Regions from separate parts of the Zea mays genome. Here region 2 is linked to region 1. A link is a contact called in public Hi-C data. All regions are on one chromosome and are shown on one strand. Each heading gives the region's core, a stretch centred on a gene start, on an enhancer-like site or on the middle of the called end of the contact. The rest is flanking DNA. Distances are from core to core; before and after follow the strand shown.

Evidence for each region. Hi-C and Micro-C count contacts between places; a contact is called where the count stands out from the background.
Region 2: a Hi-C map of endosperm shows a contact between it and region 1, with 2.3 times the contacts expected there. The contact joins the promoter of LOC100502244 here to the enhancer-like site in region 1. A contact is called at or near these places in 4 of 25 Hi-C or Micro-C datasets (ear, endosperm, root tip and 1 more).

The regions. Positions count from the first base shown.
Region 1 is chr3:116,807,089-116,809,831 of Zm-B73-REFERENCE-NAM-5.0, forward strand. It overlaps LOC100192607, which reads left to right. Exons shown (of 9, transcript NR_183668.1): 8 at 2,386-2,498. Among protein-coding and RNA genes, the nearest start is that of LOC100192607, 23 kb to the left of the region's middle. Within about 2 kb of position 1,308, at least 1 of the 20 cell types and tissues checked has an H3K27ac peak or open chromatin away from gene starts, as enhancers often do. A contact at or near this core is called in endosperm, where this site is marked.
Region 2 is chr3:117,149,250-117,152,256 of Zm-B73-REFERENCE-NAM-5.0, forward strand. LOC100502244 reads left to right here and starts at 1,668. Exons shown (of 13, transcript XM_008675132.3): 1 at 1,668-1,956; 2 at 2,691-2,943. The coding sequence starts at 2,742.

The DNA.
Region 1 (2,743 bases), core at 58-2,557:
CAGGGTGATGTAGTGTGAGGACGCTGGGTCCAGCATGATGGACACCATGGTTATTAAAACGACGTTTAAACGTCGTTTAAACTATAAAACACTGATAGAACAGCGAAACGCTTAAACATTTTACACTTCCTCGTAAAACGTCGTTTAACGACGTTTAAACGTCACGTTTTGACGTTTAAACGCTATATATAGTTAAACGCCACGTTTCGAGCGTTTAAGTTGCCTGCTTGTAAAATTTGGCCCAACCCAATTAGGGATCTACACAACTTCAAGGACGCTACTTTCCTAGGAGAGCTCATGGTACTCAAGTGCCAATTCTTGAGGATGATGAAGATGGTCTTGATGTGGGTGATGAGAATGAAGACGATGACAATTTTGTGCTTGACGACCTTGACATGGATGATGAAGAAACAAACAACAATGGTGGCCGTGGTGATGAGCAAGACAAGGATGATGTTGGTTTAGATGATTTGGATGATGGTTATTGAGTGCTTGAGTAACACTTGTGTGCCTGTGGTTGTGGACATTGCATTCTACTTTAGTTGCTTTTGTGCTATGTTTGTGATTGTGGACTATTAGACATCTCATTCCACTTTGTTTGCAGTTGTCGACTTGCTATTAGTTGAACTTGTGTTATTGTGGTAATGTGGTTGTGGACATGTCATTTTGCACAATATTATTATGTGAACTTATGTTGGTTGTTTGGTATTTGACTTTATATAATTGTCTGAAATTATGATATATTGAAATTTCCCTATGTTGTTTAAAACTACGTTTAAACTTTGTTTAAACCGTTTAAAAGTTAAAACTCCACCCATGAGCGTTTCAACGTTTCGTCGTTTCAATAACCATGATGGACACGAGGACCGGGATGTTGTGGAGACCGTCTGCCTGCGCATGAAGGGCGGCGATGTGGTCGGCGTCGAGTCCAGGGCGAAGGGTGCCTCGGGAGTGGGCGGAGGTGTCTCCCGGGCGACCGGAGGATGTCCGAGGAGGAGTCGCTGTGAGGTTGCCATCTGTGCAGTCAGAGCGACGCTCATGGCACACTCTTGCTGCAGGGTGAGGGTTGCAGCGCGCTCGTGGTCGCGGGAAGGCTCCACGACCGCCTGGATAGTGGCGATGGCCGTGACTAGCGCCGACGAGGCCGGCGGGGAGGCAGTGACGTTAGCCCATGTGGTGGTGGCATGAGCGGGGAAACCCGGAGGAGAACCACGGCGCGGTTGGACAACGAGGGTCGCAGCGGGGAGGGGCCCAAGACCGACGATGTAGGGGGTCCCTCCAATGGCGAGCTCGCTGTGGGGACCGAGGCCGCCAGCCACGAGGGCAGCGGTGAGGGCGGTGGTGGCCGCACTGGGCACGCTGCGGGCAGGCGATGCCACAGCGGCGGTGGTCACGTCCACGGCGGCGCGGGCCTGCTGGGCGGCAGCAGCCGCGGCAGCGGCCGGGTGGGCCACGGGCATGGCGGGATCCGCCCGGGAAGGAGAAGGCGGCGCTGCTGCCATTGCTCGCAGTCGACGGCGCTGGGGAAGCAGTGGCCGGTGGCGAAGGGGTGGCGGGCGGCCGTGGTGCAGAGGCTGGCGCGCCGGCGACTAGGAGGTGGAGGGAGGGAGTGGGGGCGGCCGCATGACCAGGGAAGGGCGGCGGCTGGACAGGGGACCCGGCGGTGGGCTGGGGAGGGGAGGGAGAGGCCGGCGGTTGGGGACGCCGGCGGCAGGGGAGGGCGGCCGGTTGTGGGGCACCGGCGGCGGCGGCGGTGGCTGCTGGGCAGCGGCTGGGGTGGTGGGAGAGAGGATTGAAAACTAACCTAGCTTTACACTATGTGGGAAACCCTAAACCCACTCAAGGGGTTGGGTGATTGATATATAGACCGAAACCTTAACAAGTACTCTAACAATCGGACATACCATTCTACAATTTTTTGTTACTGTTTGGTGCATCCTTCAAGAAAGTGCATTAACATTTATCTCTTATTTTATTTGAGTCTAGGCGAGGATTTAGTTTATTTGCAAACACTACAATAACCGAGGGCCTTGTTGGTAAACATTTATAAAATTATGAGACATGTGCTAAAATAGATGTTGTATTTCTTGTTTATTTGAGTCCAGCAGATGATGGAGAAGCAGGCAAATGTAATTGGACGTACCATTCTTTGAGAAAGTATATTAGCGTGTATCTCTTACTTTCTACAGTCACTTTTGTCAAGAATTAAAATCACAATATGTCAATTTCATGAATCATGAATGTATACTCTTTATTTCTTGCTGCATTGTTCCCTGCTGTTGTATGACATCAGTGGGTTTGGCATTAGAAATAATCAGATTGTCATCCTCTTGCTTGCTGATATCAAATTCCCTCGCTAATTTTGTTTTCTTCTGTCATTACAAGACATTTGAGGAGGCAGACACAAAGCATGATGGAAGAATTGACAAGGAAGAGTGGCGCAATCTAGTCATTCGGCATCCTTCTTTGCTGAAGAACATGACTCTTCAGTACCTCAAGTAAGGAACCTTCTTATTTGTGCTTATTGATTGTTAAACTGTCATATTTTATATATTTTTGTCCTTTTTTATGCTTACTCTCAAGAAGTCTAGGTATAATGCTCTTCGCTCTAAAGTAAATTTTATATGGCTCCCTCCGTGGCTAAAATATCATGTTTTTTTTCTCGAACACGCATGAGAGCTGCGTATCATTTCATTAGAAGAAAAAACAGTATATACAAGGACCTAACACACCACTCACGCAC
Region 2 (3,007 bases), core at 418-2,917, 340 kb after region 1:
GGGCGGAGCGGAGTTCGCCGTCTTCCGGGTCTTAGCCCGAGTCCGAGCCCTGGGTCGGGCGGAGCGGAGTTCGCCGTCTTCCGGGTCTTAGCCCGAGTCCGAGCCCTGGGGTCGGGCGGAGCGGAGTTCGCCGTCTTCCGGGTCTTAGCCCGAGTCCGAGCCCTGGGGTCGGGCGGAGCGGAGTTCGCCGTCTTCCGGGTCTTAGCCCGAGTCCGAGCCCTGGGGTCAGGCGGAGCGGAGTTTCCTATGGCGCCTTTGGCAAGACCTAACTGCCTGTTAGACTCACTCTGTCGAGTGGCACTGCAGTCGGAGTGGCGCAGGCGGCGCTGTCCTTCTGTCAGACTGGTCAGTAGAGCGGTGGAGTGACGGCGGTCACTTCGGCTCTGCCGGGGGGCGCGTGTCAGGATAAAGGTGTCAGGCCACCTTTGCGTTAAATGCTCCTGCAACCTGGTCAGTCGGCGCGGCGATTTAGTCAGGGTTGCTTCTAAGCGAAGCCAAGGCCTCGGGCGAGCCGGAGGTGTGTCCGCCGTAAAAAGGGGGGCCTCGGGCGAGACGGAAGTCTCTCGAGGTCGGCTGCCCTTGGCCGAGGCTAGGCTCGGGCGAAGCGTGATCGAGTCACTCGTGTGGACTGATCCCTGACTTAATCGTACCCATCAGGCCTTTGCAGCTTTATGCTGATGGGGGTTACCAGCTGAGAATTAGGCGTCTTGAGGGTACCCCTAATTATGGTCCCCGACAGGGATGAAAACGAAAACGGTAATTTTCGGATACCGGAAATCGTTTTCGAAGTTTTATCGGAATTTAGGTCTAAACGGAAACGAAAACGGTTACCGGAAATACGGAAACGGAATCGGTAGAAAAACTCGGAATCGGAAAGAAAAACGGTTTGGATCTCCTCCGACCATTTCCGGAAATTACCGTTTTTACTCGGTATTTTACCGTCGGTAATAAATTCGGTATTTTTCAGAAAAAAATATTAAATATGAATTGATCTTTATAAATTCATAATAAATTCGTCTTAGCTTAGAAAAATATGAAACTAATTTTATTATTTTTATAAAATCAAGATCTATCTAATGGTATATAGTTTGTAATCGTTTGAAACTTTTATAAATCTTATTTATGTTTTCTTACCTGTTATTACTCTTGATACATATATTCATAATTTACACGAGAACTTAAGAAGTACCAAGAGGACACTAATTATATTGACTATACCGAGTAGTAGAAGTACAAATAGAATGTAAGTGACATATCATTATACACATCTTGATTCTACTTTATTTAAATACATAATAATGATTTTATTATTATATGACTTCTTACTTTATTTATTTATTATGACCTCCTACCTTATATACTATTACTAATTTTATATAAATGTATGACTTGCATGAATTTTTGAAGTCAATTGAGGGTACATGTTACAGTTTTTACCGATCGAATTTTTAGATTTCGATCGTAACCGGTCTAATTTTCGTACCGAACTTTCGTTTCCGATGTTTTTGAATTACCGATGTCGTTTTCGTTTCTGAAGTTACCGTTTTCGATCTCGTTTCCGAGAAAAAAAAATGAAAACGAAAATAGTTTTTATGTTTACCGATCGTTTCCGACCGTTTTCACTCCTACGTGGAATATCGCAAGACAAAAGAAACGATAGGCTAGAGACGCAGAAAAGAGCATAGTAGCTAAACCTAAACCCGATCCGATTATTCAACAGGCATCCTCCCCCGACTTCCATTTCGCCACCCCCTACCCGACTCCACTGGGCGCTCGCGCTCGCGCACGCGCACGCGCACGCCGCAGCCCCCCTCCGCAGCCGACGACGACGAGCGGAAGGGAAGAGGGTCAACTCTCGATCTCCGCACGGTCCGTGGGGACGCACGCACGGCGCGCGTGGCGGTCTACCCGGTCGGGGGTCGGATCCTAGCTGAATCGGGGAGATTTGCCGGCCAGGTGAGCATTGCAGCGCGGCTCCTCCCGATCTAGAGGCGGCTCGTTCGTTCTGGTAGGCTGGGTTCCCACGCAAGAACGGGCTCGGCGTGCGCTTGGCTTCGATTGGATTTGATTGGGCTCGTCGGCTCCTGTTTTAGACTCCCTGTCAATTCGTTCGTTCATTCGGTGATGGTTTCGGAGGCAGCTGCAGTATCTAATTCTTGCGCTTTTGGAGAGTAATCCAGCTCCTATTCAAGATTTATTATGTATGGCTTGATTCCGTGGAGGCTTTCAGTTCTTGTGTATGGTTTGATCTTTTGGAGGCTTTCAGTTCTTTTGACGCTAGATTATTTCTTTCGGATAAGGTTATTACTTCTTGAAATCCTCTTGAAACCAGGGAGGTTTTACGGTCAGGAGTTGTGTTACGGGGATTAGAAGGCATTCTTGATATCATGAGACATGAATTCACTCCTTTGGGTGTTACTTTTGCTTCGATGTTGTCTTGAATATGTATGTTTTTTGTCTCGTTGTCTGCAATGCCTGCTTGATAGCATGCATGCTTTTGCGGCCATTAGCCTGAGATGCATGCATCAATGAGTTATGCAGACCAGCTAGTTACCATTTGTTTGTACTGTCTACAAAGCTTATTACTTTCGGGACCTATCTCTGTAGCCTCGCTTCTGGATTTATCTTTTTTGTATCTCTGGTCGTCTAGTGAAGCAGAGACTTACCATTCTAGTTTCTTGAAACTGCAGGAAGGAAAACGACAAGTGAAACGAAGCTGTACGTGTTCAGGTGATCGGATAATGGCTAGTGATCGGATAATGGTTGACACTTTGACCGAGGACAATGGTGGTGATGCTAGATCCTCATCATCTGAAGAGATGCCAAGTGACCAACAGAGTCATCCTGGGGATTCTTTAGCTGAGTGGAGGTCAAGTGAGCAAGTTGAGAATGGAACACCATCCACTTCACCAGCATACTCAGACAATGATGATGATGACTGTGGTATGTTTTTCCAACTCCTCTCACATTTGTCAGTATCTCTTCCTTGCAAATGCTTTTAGCTAGA